Regions from separate parts of the Mus musculus genome. Here all the other regions are linked to region 1. A link is a contact called in public HiChIP or PLAC-seq and promoter capture Hi-C data. All regions are on one chromosome and are shown on one strand. Each heading gives the region's core, a stretch centred on a gene start, on an enhancer-like site or on the middle of the called end of the contact. The rest is flanking DNA. Distances are from core to core; before and after follow the strand shown. Region 1 holds the start of Galc (galactosylceramidase). Region 2 holds the start of Calm1 (calmodulin 1). Region 3 holds the start of Nrde2 (nrde-2 necessary for RNA interference, domain containing). Region 4 holds the start of Tdp1 (tyrosyl-DNA phosphodiesterase 1).

Region 1 (3,285 bases), core at 312-2,811:
ATTTACTATTTTCCTAAACTGACTAATACATAACATAGTATAGAGACATTACTAACTGACTATTTAATAGATTTACCTGCTCTGGAGGCTGGAGAGATGGCAACTCACGTGCTTCTGGCCTCTGTAAGCACCAGTACTCACATGTACAAACATTCCCAACACACACACACACACACACACACTAAGGCTTACTACATCACACCAGGTTATGAAATTATTTTAATAATTAAAAGTTGAGTAAATTAAGCAAAACTGGAAATCTCATTTTTTTAAAAAAGCCTTTACACTTAGATTTACTATCACAAAGATACCAAAAGGAGACGTTAAGGTTGTATAAGAAATATTGGCTATTTTAAATTTAAATAAACTGAGAATAGATTAGTTCATTATTACACACACACACACTGGGGTATAGAACTTTTTACTGCACTCCTAGCTTTTCGGTAGATCTAAAACTACTCTTAAGATTTCAATTTAAAAGCAAACCCACTTCCCAGTCCTGAGATCTTTGAGTCAACAAGAAATCACTCTCAAGACCTCATCTTTTGAGAATTAGCTGGTGTTTATTAACAAAGTCAGAATGGGAGAGGAAGACAACTTAAATTTTAACCAATGCACCTAATGATTCTTATGTGCCCTAACAGAGCCAGCATTCCCTCGTTCCAACACAGACACGCCACAGTTTCTGTTAGTGGATGAAGGTGGCCCTCTTTTAAAACAATATCCCAGATCGCTTCAGGCTTTACACAACTCTAAAGAGTCCAAGAGGTCTTACAGGGAGGGACGGGGTGCTAATCACTGTTCAAGAAGGGTCCCCAAACCCTGCCTATGTCTTCTGACTCACGGCTCCACCAACTAACTCCCTGGGAAGGAAGAGAACCCACCCCCCCCCCTCCCCAAAGCATCTCGCTGAGGCTTCGCAGTCCCTCTCTGGCTTTTTCCGGAGGCGACCCTTCCAGCGCGGCAAGGACAGCCCTGGCCGGCGATCCAGAACGAGGGCTCCCTCGAGCCCGGGCCACTTGACTGCAGCAGACGCCTGTCCCCTCGAGACGCCTGGCTCCCCATTGCAATCTAACCGCCAGCCCGGGTTCATCTCACCCCGGCGCGCGGGGAAGCGGCGTGCGCTCGCCCGGCAACGCCGCGGGGGCTTGTGGGAGGGGGCGGCCCCGGCGGTCCCTGCGGTCCCTGCGGTCCCTGCGCCGCACCGCACTCCTGCCTCCCGCCAGCCCGCGCTCACCCCGCCGCCGCTGACTGCGCCGATGCCATCGAACTCCCGGCCCAGCCCGTCGGAGTCGTCTAGCACGTAGGCGCCACCGGGCACTAGCAGCGCACACAACAATAAGGGCACCGCAACACGGCTCGCCGAGCCCGCGGCGGCGGTCATGACTTTTGCTTGGCGTTGCTGGGAAGCCTTAGGTTGGCTGTTAGCCATTGTGCGGGTCACGCGACTGTGGCGCCCGGGGAGGCGGGCCCGATCGCCTCCCTGAGGAAGAAGAGCGGGCGGCTGAGGAAGCTTTCGCCATCTTAAGTGAGGGCTGCGGGCTGTCCGCGCAGCCGCTGTTGTGTTGAGCTGGGGGGGCGGGGTGGGGGGCTGGTTGAGCGAGCTTTGCCTTGTCACTTCTGTGTCAAAGAGGCGGGACCGGTCTCTGCGTGTAATTACTTAGTGACCACTCTTCCTACCTCACCTGATGGATCATCTTAGAAAACGGGAAGTGAATGGTCAACAACGGTCAAAAGAGGGCTTTGAGTGGTCCTACTCTAGCCGAGCATTCCCAGTAGGAAACAGCAATGAGGACCTGGCTTTAAGCGCCCCCAGTTAAGCGGTCACCTTGGTTGAGTCGCTTGGCTTGAGGACCCTGAATTTTTCTAAACCACCGTGAGACCAGAACAGCAAGTCAGGGAACTCCGGATAAGATAAAAGTAAGATAATAGGCACTCGGGAAGTCATAATTGTGCACTTATATACACTTAGCAAATGCTAGCTGACAAAGTTTGTTCGATTGAGTAGTCTGCTATATCCAGGTCTTTTAGCCTTAAAAGAGTTAATATGATTACTCGTCCAAAATGTTGCTATATAGTAATTTGAATTGCGAGACCTAAAAAATACAATAGGTTCAGAATACTCGGACCTTTATTCTGTTTCTTGAATAAAAAATGACTATGAAAATCACTTATGAAAGATGCCCTGACTTACATAGAGGAAGTGGTAATGTTTGCCAACTCCTGTTACAGTAACCCTTGCCTTCCTATTCACTTCTCTACCCAGTTAAATACCCTGGCAGGTGCATCCAACCTGTGCCTGAGACCACATGGAGCAGATGATTGCTATGAAAGCACCCTACCCCAAAATTGTACATAAACTTAACTCAAGACATTCTGTGACTTTTTATGATTAAAATAGTCAACTGTGCAGACCTCAAGTGTGAAGTCTATAGCGGACAACATAGTGTCAGGATAAGAAAAGGTTGGACGTGCCTGCTGGCAGCTTGTGTTCTTAGAACTTGTTCCATCTACCAGTCTCACCTTGAACTCAGAGAGTTCTGCCTGCCTCTGCCTCTCTGCCTCTCTGCCTCTCTGCCTCTGCCTCTCTGCCTCTCTGCCTCTCTGCCTGCCTCTCTGCCTCTCTGCCTCTCTGCCTCTCTCTCTGTCTCTCTGCCTGCCTCTCTGCCTCTCTGCCTCTCTGCCTGGCACATTTTACAACCTAAATTGCTCCTGATCAGATTCAGCATGTTTATCATTAACTGTTTGTTTGTTTGTTTGTTTGGGGGGGGGAGTCTTCAATTTCTTAGGGTATGCCCCTGTGCCCTGTAACTTAAATTTATGTGCTTCATCCATCTAGTCTGTCACAGCAGTTTAATTCTTAGGACCCAAGGATGACAAAGGTGAAATTATGCTTCCTCGAAACAATCATAAGCTACCTTCCACTGTCAGTAAGACTGATGTGATAGGAAAGTGAACTGTCCTGAGAATTTAGATTCCCCTAATTTTGTAGAAATCAATCTCTCTCTCTCTCTCTCTCTCTCTCTCTCTCTCTCTCTCTCTCTCTCTCCCCCTTTAGTAGAAAGCATACAATAAGCTGAGTTTCCCACCCAAGCCCCTGAGACACCAGAGTGGCAAGGAGAAGACACAGGACAGGCCCTGGGGCTTAAGAGATCATAGGCTTTGCATAACTATCTTTGGAATAAGTTGTGCTCCCCCTTAAAGACAAACCTAAATCTGTGTTTCAAGACTACTGTCTTCAGTACTTTTACTCGGTGCTGTAACAATTGTACTATGTGCTAAAGA
Region 2 (3,285 bases), core at 311-2,810, 1.9 Mb after region 1:
TTAAAATGCACTTAGCTAACTTCCTTAGGAAGTCTGACAAAAAAAAAAAATCCAAATTCCTTTAGTAATCATTAGTTATAATAATGAGCTTGGCTATGTAGACCTGTAATTCATTGGATTATTGACTATGCTTTAAACTGAATTTTTATTAGTCTCTTTTCTGTGAACATAGGGATATTATGTGTCTGACTGTGAATGGTTTTTAAACCATTTGCAAGAGGGCCAGCAGTACCCTTGGGGGGGGGGGGCTGCCTGCTACAGCTTCTCCTTAAACAGCAGGTTAACCCTTTCTGTAGCATTCTAGGAAGAACAAATTGAAGCGCAGTCCCACAGCTGCTGACATACTGTCTGAGGTGATCCTAAGAAGTCCTCTGGCGTTTGCAATGTTCAGGGACATTTTTGAATCTTTTAAAACACCTATCTGCAAACTTTGACAAAGCCAGAAAAGAAAGGTAACTAGTCTTTCCAGAGAGGAGCATGCTAATCACACATTTTGCCACAATTTCTGAAAGAAGAAACAACCTGCAGCTTGTCCTGGCCTTGCAAACAAAAGATCAAATTCTGCGCTTTGTCTTGGCAAGAAACGAAACTGCAGCATTTTGTTAAGATTTTCTTCTTCTTCTTTTAAGTTCCAGGCTCCAAACTAAGACCTGAAACAGTTTTTGGTCGTCCCTGTCCCCACCCCCACCCTAGTTTACAGAAGAACAAAGAATAGTAAATTTAAAGGTTAAAACATTATTTAAGGACTATAATTAAGATTGTAATTAAGATAGTGGAGCACCCTACTAGAATCAATTGGCTGCACAAGTTCCAGCTGTAATCAGAGTGATCCTGTGTATCTTTCCCCTTCTTTGTATATATCAATTTATGAATTTCCAGGACCAGGACAATTAGGAAAAACTCAAAAGCGTGGGCTCTGAGGGCGACATAAGCCGCTCACTACGTTAATTTTGGAAGCAGGCCTAATAGAATTTGCCACAGGAAATAAGGAACAAACCTAGCAAGGGACAACTCTTCAAGCATCTTTAAAATTTTAGTAGGTATGTAAAAACACGAAAACTAGACTGGTTGAGCGTGTCAACACCACACAGACCTAGCAACTGAGCTTCTAACTGTGCCTCGGACAGTTCTCCAAAATGAGAAAAGTAACATTATCTGACCAATTTCTTCCCCAAGGCCAACCACCGTGTCCTCAACACAGTCCTCTCGCCTCTACAGCTAAGGTTGGATTCCGCCTCCCCGCGGCTGTCCTCAGCCCCTAGATCTCCTCCAGGTCCTCCCCTGTGGGGGACCCAGGATTGGTGGCTCTGCAACCTCGAAGCCACCAGGAGTGGTGGGAGGGGGGACACACAGGTGAAGTGGGGCTGAGTGACGGACACGCGCCTGGAAGCCCGGGACGGCCCCCCAGATTTCGCTACGCAGGCATTCCAGCTCTAGAGGACTCTTGCAGCAACAGACCAGCACCCTCGCTCAGGTCTCCGACTCCCCAGTGACCCCTGCCCGCGTAATGGGCCCGCCGCGCCGGGCGCGCCTGGGGGGCGGAGCCTTGCGGTGAGGTCCGGCTGCCGCAGCGCCGCCCTGCGCGAGGCGGTACTGCCGCGGCGGAGGGATACCGCGCACCGTATATATATCGCGGCACACAGGCTCGCGCTACGGCAGTGGTGCTGGGAGTCTCGTGTCCGTGGTGCCGTTACTCGAAGTCGGGCGGCGGCTGAGGCTCAGCGCACAACGCAGGTAGCGCGTTAGCAGCAGCAGAAGCGGAGGCACCTCGGCGGTCACAGCCCCTGCGCTGGTGCAGCCACCCTCGCCTGCTCCGTTCTTCCTTCCTTCGCTCGCACCATGGTAGGTTGGGATCGGCAGTGGCAGACGTAGCAGCTGCCCGAGCTTTCTGAACAGATTTGTAGTTGAGTCTTGGGGTCTCCCCCTTTTCCTGGTTGAGGTTACCCCCTACCCCATTTTGCCAGGTGTTACGCAGCAGCTGCAGTGAAAGGGGATGTATTTTCGGGTTTGCATCTCCGCTCTGGCTGCCAGAGAACCTCCTCTGAGTTTTGGGCGCCTCTGGGGCTGGACTCTACAGTGGGCTGTGCGCGGGCTGGAGCCGCTGCCACAGCTGCACCGGGGCCTTCCGCATCCACCCCCTCCGCCAGCCCCGCACCCACTGCATCCAACGCGCCGCACCCGGGCTGCCTGCAGCGCAGCGCCTCGGCCGGGGCCAGCGGGGCGGGGGAGCCGGGCGGGGCAGGCCGCGACGTCCCGGTAGTCAGTCCCCGACCGCGGAGAATGAATGGGTCGCGGCGAGCCGGGAGACGTACAGGGCTTGGACCGCGGCCTCGGGGTGTCCTCAGCCACCTTCAGACCCCCTGACCAGCCCAGTCGGGAGTCCCCCCTCGCTTGCGGTCCCCTCCTTCCTCCCGGGGGGCGCGGCGCGGGCGTGAGCTGGGAAGGAAGGAGCCGGGGAAGGGTGGGGTTGGGGGCAGGAAGGCGAAGGCTGGGGGGCGGAGAGGGCGGAAGCGGCCGCCCTGCGCCCGGGCGGGGCCCCGCAGGGTGGCCGCGCGCGTGGCTGGGCCGTGCGACCTCGGTCCCCCTCCCGGTGCCGCGCGAGACGGGCGCGATCGCTCGTGTCCGCGGGGAGGCCCCTTCCCGCGGGAGGTGCTCGGCTCGCGCTAATTGGGGCGGCAGGGCGGGGGAGGAGAGAGTTGGCGCGCTCCTCGGTTTCCATTAGAGACGCAAAGTTTCTGCTGGGGAGGAGGCGGCGGCAGGCTCAGTGCCTGGGGGAGCAGGAGCGGTGGGAGGTGCTGGAGATAGGCAGCACCACGGTCCTGGGGCCCCTTTGGGTCTTCACCCTAGTGCGGCCCCTCGCCCGGCATGCCCCTTGTCTCTCGCTGCTCCCTGGGCGGCAGGGAGATGCCCATCTGTACGTTTCCGCTTTCTCTGCCGCCTCTGGATTGCCAGATGCGAATATGTGGTTGGCCGTGTGCGTGTGCCGTAGCCCCCTTCTCCCTCGCCAGGCAGAGCTGACATCACCAGCAGCACCTTCAGCCCTGGCAAGGTGGCTAGGTCGTTCTCGGCAGGTTCTGGAACGCCTTTGACCCAAAGCCAGAATGACTTGGGGTTGAGGTGGGGGAGTCGTTGTCCCGAAGGTAGATGCACTTGACAGGCCTCTAGTCAGAGAATTTTCCCGAGGAGGTGGAACTCCTCTCCTTGGTGAGCTGGTTTCTCCTACGAGGTGTGACAGTGCTTCCTGTCGTGCAAGACTGACATGGCGAGCATTACATAAATCGTGTC
Region 3 (3,285 bases), core at 469-2,968, 1.9 Mb after region 1:
CATGCAGAAAATGCAGTGTGCCTGGACATGGGAGCACTTGCCTTTAATCCCAACACTAGGAAGGCAGATCTCTGTGGGTTTCTGGCCAACTCTCTGTCTTAGTCAGGGTCTCTAGTCCTGCACAGACATGACCGAGAAGCAAGCTGGGAAGGAAAGGGTTTATTCAGCTTACACTTCCACACTGCTGTTCATCACCAAGGAAGTCAGGACTGGAACTCAAGCAGGTCAGGAAGCAGGAGCTGATGCAGAGGCCATGGAGGGATGTTTCTTACTGGCTTGCTCAGCTTGCTCTCTTATAGAACTCAAGACTACCAGCCCAGGGATGGCACCACCCACAATGGATCCTCCCACCCTTGATCACTAACTGAGAAAATGCCTTACAGCTGGATCTCATGGAGGCCTTTCCTCAAGGGAGGCTCCATTCTCTGTGATAACTCCAGCTTGTGTCAAGTTGACACACAAAACCAGCCAGTACACCCCCTCTCTCAGAGAGAGAGAGAGAGAGAAGACAGAGAGAAAAGGAAGACAGAGAGAAAGAAGAGAGAGAAAGGAGAGAGAGAGAGAATTCTGACTTCTTTTGGATCCCTATAAGCAAACCAACCGTAAAGAAAGCTGAACAGTAACTCATAGTTAAATAATATATAGTTAATTTTCTTAACTATATTTTGTTTTGGTTTGGTCTTTTTTGAGATTAGGGTCTCTCTATGTTGTGGCCCAGGCTGTCCAAGAATTCACTACGTAGATCAAGCTGAGCTTGAATTCAGAGATCCACCTGCCTCTGCCTCCCAAGTGCTGAAATTAATGGTGTATGCCACCACTGCCAGCCCTTCAACTTGACCGTACACTTTCAGTATTAGATGTATTTTCTGCATTTACCTGCCATGGTTAACTTCATTATAGCTGACACTTGTCTTAGCATTTAAAATACGCACCCAGTTCTCTAATCCCATGCTTCTCTTCCACAGCCCCTTGAAGGTCCCTGAATTCTTATCTATACAAATCATATCCTCTTGAAGACCATTCCAAAATTCTGAACGTTTCATTTTTATGGTTGACTGTGGCTCATCTATGACATTTGTAGCATACTACCTTATACTGATTTGTTGCTGTTGTTACTTAGTTTCGTTCATGCAACAGGTTGCATTATCAATCCTGACACACTTATTGAATACGTCTATATTTTGGGCCTGTGTTTCTAATAAGTGTGCTACAATGAATAGACAGTCTCGGAATTTGTTGACGGTTACAATTTAGTAAGGAAAAATCAGAATTACGCCAACCACAATTGCAAGTATTTTAAGAGGGTTTCTTTTGCAATGGAGTTGTATCATTGCAGCTTCTAGGAGAATGAAGTCCAAAAATACGGTAATGTTAGCGCCAGACATCATCGTAGGCTTAGTTTCCCCTCCGCTTACTTGACCACCGTAGCGCCTGAAAGAGCCTCTGGCCCTACACTTCAGACAAGACCCAGAAGGCTTTGCAGCGCCGCGGAGAACTCTGGGATACAGGTGGATAAACAAAGCAAAGAAAAAAGGCCATGACCCAGGCCCGAAAATCTGCCATTAATTTAATGGATGTCTTTTTCGACTCTTTTGGGGTGCTTACCTTTCCTGAATGCCCCATCACCGGAGGCCTCACTTACGTCCGCAAAAGCCGGGAACAGCGCCATGATCACAGGCCGCACTACCACTCCTGCCTCAGAAATGGCGCCGTCTGGAGAGCTCTGGTTGGAGGACGGTGACTCGCGAGGCACTCTGGGAAATGTAGTTCTTCCTGCACTCTTTAAGGCTTAACTCCTGGGCAAGGCGGTGCGGAGACCCAAAGGGTAGAGAGGGGAGGAGGGAAGAGGGTGAGATTGAGGAAGAACAGTTTCCTTGTAGTTAGTGCCCTCCGGCTTCACTGAACAATGGACAAGCAGGAACCGGAAGAGGAAGTTGGGAGGGGGGAAGGTGTGGAAACTGGAATTCAGCTCCTCTGGTAAAAGCACATTGCCTCCTTTAAACTGGATCAAAGTAATCAAATTCTGTAAGATTCATTTTCCTCCTCTGCAAGATTGTGTGTGTGAGTGTATGTATACGTACACATATACATGTACAAATTGCAATTGTTTCACCCATAAGAAGCATTTAAAAGGTGGCTTTAAACTGGGTGTGGGGGCAAACCCCTTTTAAGTCCCAACACTCAGTGGTAGAGGCAAGTGGATCTCTGTGAGTTCGACACCAGCTGGTCTACATAGTAATTTCCATGAGAGTCAGAACTGTATAGAGACGATGTCTCAAAAAAAGCCAATAAAAAGAAAGAAAAGAAATGAAAAATTAGCTTCTATGTGAGATGTGACAAGTTCCACGGCAAAATGTAAGTGATCCAAATATAAGTTGTCATTTTAAATACCCTAGGAATACAGAAGAGTACAAAGTCCCAATAAGATAAAGGTCTTTGACAATAAATGCATATACTTACCTATAAAGTATTTTTGAGATTCCCCTACCAAAAAAAAAAAAAAGGTTGGGTGCAGGAGCCAATGAAATGGCTTAAATAATAAAGGTACTACCAAGCAAGCATGGATACCTGAGTTTCATCCAGGCTCCACAAAGTTGTCTTCTGACCTCCAAGTGCACAGGGCACCACAATAAAATAAAGTTTAGAAAAAAAAAAAAGCTAAACCCAGAGATGTGACTAATCATCTAAACAAAGGAATGGATGGAAACCTATCCAAGCAGCTCCGTGTACCATGTAAACTGTGTGTACCATGTAAACTGTGTGTGTCCAAAATAAATGTCCAAGTTTTCAGGTCCCTAAAAGTACTTGGAAAAAGGAGGCCAGTAGAATCCACTTGTCTTCAACTGTAAATCTCAAGTTCCGCCAAACCTGACAGGAAGTTATCTCAGTTGATTAAATCAATATCTGCATCAGGGCACGATGATGCTCACCTTTAATCTCAGCACTCTGGAGTCAGAGGCACTGGCACTCACTCTGTGAGTTTGAGGCCAGTCTGATCAACAAAGCAAGTTTCAGGACAGCCAGGGCTACACTGAGAAATCCTGTCTGTCTTAGTTAGGGTTTTACTGCTTTGAACAGACACCATGACCAAAGCAAGTCTTATAAAAAACAACATTTAATTGGGGCTGGCTTACAGGTTTAGAGGTTCAGTCCATTATCATCAAGGTGAGAGCATGGCAGTATCCAGGCAGGCATGGCACAGGAGGAGCTGAGAGTTCTATGCCTTCATCCAAAGGCTGCTAGTGGAAGACTGACTTCCAGCAACTAGGGTGAGGATCTTATGCC
Region 4 (3,285 bases), core at 380-2,879, 1.6 Mb after region 1:
GCCAGAAACCAGAAACACAGACATCTTAAACTCAACCTGGTTGTGGAGCTTTCAAAATGCAGTTTCAGTACTCTAGTTTTAATTCTCAAGCAATATAACCGCCGAGTTAAAGATTTCCCTCTGTCCCCTCTCCCCAAAGTTTAAGGAACTTGACCAAGTTTAAGGGGCTGACAAATCCATTCCTCTAAACCGCTGGAATAAACTGTACTCGAAAGCTCAGTCCTGGGATTGGGAAGGTGATGGGACGGATAGGAGGTCGAGGTGATTATCCGTGGACAGTGTGGTGGGCGGGGAAGTGATCAGAGTCCTGCAGCAATGCCAGAACCAAGAGGGGTGACAGAAGTGGCCCTGGTCAGGCTTAAGTCTGAACTCGGGTCGCGCTCCCACACCTACTTTCACCCATTTCCTGCGTTCTGAGGCGCTGGCTTCGCCTGCTCGGGGCCTTGCGCCTGCCTCTGACAAGAACATCGCCACCGACACGGAGACCAAGCCAGGCGTCTCCTCCGCTGCAGCGAGAACACAGACCAGCCACTGCGGCCTCGCCCACCACCGCTGGGACTCAACTTCGCCGCGCAACTCCAACGTCTCCTCCCATTGGTCAGTCTCCGAGCCACTGGCGTTGATTTCGTACTGTCATTGGTTAAAGGCGCTGTTTAACGATGGGGCGGGGCCTCAAGGCCCGCTCCCAGACCTTGGCCCCGCCCCTACTCGATTTTTCTTGTCTTAAGGGAGGTCTGGTACCTCTGGGCTCTCTTAACTCGTTTTGATTGCTTTCAGGCTCTCTCCCAAATTTACAATAAACTCTTTTTGATTATTCTGACCCGTGTCATTGCTAGATTTGGCAGGAGACACACGAAGAATGTGAAAAAAAAAGCACACAAACACAAATAATGAGTGAACACCAAGATTCATTTTTAAACTGCAAGTCTTTGGACGGCCTTCGCAGAGCAGCTACTATGTTTATTTTCGCCCTCTTGGTAACCCTGGCACGTAACACTGTGTCTAGGACAATTAAACGGAATGTCCCGTTTTTTTGAATGTTTACACAGAATTGATTATTCAACCCCCCGGAAGGCGATGCCTGACGTGAGGCTGACTTAAGGAACAGCACAAGAATCCCATACCAGACATCTTTATAGAAGATGAGGAATACCCTCTACCCTTCTGGCAAATCAGTGAGATTGACAAGAACATGACCGTTTCAAAGGAGAAACCTTCAAAGGAGGTTCTGAGTCTGATGGGAGCTCATTTAACTTTTTATCTAGCAGTCGATTTTAAAGTCTGAAGCAGCTGTCTTTTTCTACCGCTCACCCATCTCCCAGAGCACGCCGCTGTCTTAGCCTTGAGAGCCTGAAGCTGCCTAAAAGCATCCCCAGAATGGAGTCGTTGTTTGCAAATTAACCTCGAGAGAGAAGCTACCACAGCTTTCTGTTTCTCTCTTCTTTCAACAGGAAACTAGCAGAGAGTGAGGCGTTCATTCGGCTCTTTTCTGGTCCTCTTGGTCTCAGGCAAATGAGGCTGTCTTTAGGACCCAGTGGGGGGCTTCCGGAAGGGGAAGCGGCTGGCTAGCTAGGCGGCGGCGCCGGCGAGTTTGAACTGCGCGCATGCGCGGGCGCGCCGCGGGGCGGAGTCTCGGCGGCGGCGGCGGCGGCCTGGCGGGTCAGGTAGGTGTCTGCCGCTGCGGGCGCCGGCTCGGGGCGGGCTCTGGCGGCAGCGGCGGCGGTAACTCTGCGCCCGCCCTCCTCATGGCGGCGCGATGGCCGCTGCCATCAGATGTGGTAGTGGAAGGCCAGCAGGGCTCGGTGAGGACCGCGAGGAGAGCGGCGAGGCCGGGGTCCTTGGGCAGGGTTCCTCCGCTCTGAGTCCCGGGAGCCCCGGACCCTGCGCTCCTAACCCTTGGGACGCGCTGCAGAGCCGCTGGCCTTCGCTCCCTCCGTGGACCACGCTCCACACCAGGGACACCGCCGTGATATTGGGCTGTCTTGAGGTTGAAATGAGTCTGTACGCTTGGAATTGTGTCTGGGCAGAGCTGAGCGCTCGGGGAACGTTGGCAGCTTTACGATTTGCTTACTGTACCCCCAAATTACTGCTCCTTGACCATCGTCAGCACCCCACAGCCCAGCTCCTGCAGAAGCGTCCTTATCGCCACGTGTGCACAAAGTTGTGTTACATATGATCATTTTAAAAGACTAGACGGGCCAAGGCACTCTCACTGGGAGTCCCATTGTCTTTAGAATAAAATTCGGCTTTTAACTTGCCTTACTGTCCCCACCCCTTCTTTCTGGACCATTCCTGTGTTACAGTTAGAACCTAGCTACCTCCTCCTGGCCTTCAGCAGGTTGGATTCCATCTGTCTGGAATGTTTCTCGACTGCCTTTTAGCCCGCGGATTCCTTTCCCTCCCAGGTCTCATGCTATGCCACAAATGATTCCAAAGAAAAGTTATCCCTGTAAAATGTAGTGAGCATCTGTAGTCATCTTGACTTTTAGGCTTTTTATGTGTTAATGTGTGCCTTTCACCCTGAAATTAAACCTGTCTAGGATAGAAGCTTTATATTATTAACTCTTTATCCCCGACCTCAATTCTGCTTACTTCCCGGCTCAGAGGAAGGACCACCTTGGAAGAATCTGGTGCCTCTGTCTTAAATGTCTGAGGAGTAGTGTCTATATAGAAGAAATACTGAGTCTGCTCAGCCAACCGGGGAATAGTGGAAGCAAGGTTCTAAGCGGAGTGCCTTTTTTTTTTTCATCAGCTGTTGTGTGTGTGTGTGTTTGTACACACACCTATACAGGCAGTTTCCGACTGTCTTCCTCAGTTGCGCTCTGCCCTGTTCTAGTGAGTCAGAATCTCACAGAACCTGAAGATGGCGGCAGTTTTCTTTCTGGGTGACTGGCCAGTGAACTCTCAGACCTCCTTGACTATCACAATGTTGGGGTCATAGGCACAGGTATTATGCTGGGCTTTGGAACTCATGGCAAACCCTCTTATCCACGGCTCAAAGCTCTAGCCCTCCATGCATATTTTTAAAAGCCCTTAAGGAAATTTCTGATGACATTCTGAGTTTGCTGTCTGGTGAAAGGATTCCATAAGATTTTTTCCCCCATCTTGGTACAGTATCCAACACTGCCAAATTCCATTGCCTCGCCTGCCTTAGTTTTTATTTATTCTCTTTACACATATGCTGTTATTTTCTTCATATTTATTTGAATCTACTCCTATGTAAATACTTTTACAAAGTAGACTTTATTTTGCTGTGATAGCTGTAATGGAGCCATAAGCTACATT

Evidence for each region. Promoter capture Hi-C pulls out the DNA fragments that hold promoters and counts their contacts. HiChIP or PLAC-seq counts read pairs in DNA pulled down with a chosen protein or histone mark.
Region 2: a contact with region 1 is called in a promoter capture Hi-C map of liver, with 2.7 times the contacts expected there. The contact joins the promoter of Calm1 here to the promoter of Galc in region 1.
Region 3: an H3K27ac HiChIP or PLAC-seq map of microglia shows a contact between it and region 1, with 9 times the contacts expected there. The contact joins the promoter of Nrde2 here to the promoter of Galc in region 1. A contact is called at or near these places in 2 of 39 promoter capture datasets (the 3T3-L1 cell line and liver) and 1 of 115 datasets of contacts at active chromatin or transcription factors (microglia).
Region 4: a contact with region 1 is called in an H3K27ac HiChIP or PLAC-seq map of trophoblast stem cells, with 6 times the contacts expected there. The contact joins the promoter of Tdp1 here to the promoter of Galc in region 1. A contact is called at or near these places in 5 of 39 promoter capture datasets (the 3T3-L1 cell line, 3T3-L1-derived adipocytes, hippocampal neurons and 1 more) and 1 of 115 datasets of contacts at active chromatin or transcription factors (trophoblast stem cells).

What each region holds. Positions count from the first base shown.
Region 1 is chr12:98,257,898-98,261,182 of GRCm38.p6, forward strand. Galc (galactosylceramidase) reads right to left here and starts at 1,562. Exons shown (of 17, transcript NM_008079.4): 1 at 1,238-1,562. The coding sequence starts at 1,432.
Region 2 is chr12:100,197,875-100,201,159 of GRCm38.p6, forward strand. Calm1 (calmodulin 1) reads left to right here and starts at 1,561. Exons shown (of 6, transcript NM_009790.5): 1 at 1,561-1,842. The coding sequence starts at 1,840.
Region 3 is chr12:100,157,935-100,161,219 of GRCm38.p6, forward strand. It overlaps Nrde2 (nrde-2 necessary for RNA interference, domain containing), which reads right to left and starts at 1,719. Exons shown (of 14, transcript NM_001290303.1): 1 at 1,606-1,719. The coding sequence starts at 1,669.
Region 4 is chr12:99,882,889-99,886,173 of GRCm38.p6, forward strand. It overlaps Tdp1 (tyrosyl-DNA phosphodiesterase 1), which reads left to right and starts at 1,630. Exons shown (of 16, transcript NM_028354.5): 1 at 1,630-1,664. It overlaps Efcab11 (EF-hand calcium binding domain 11), which reads right to left and starts at 554. Exons shown (of 6, transcript NM_030172.2): 1 at 394-554. The coding sequence starts at 468.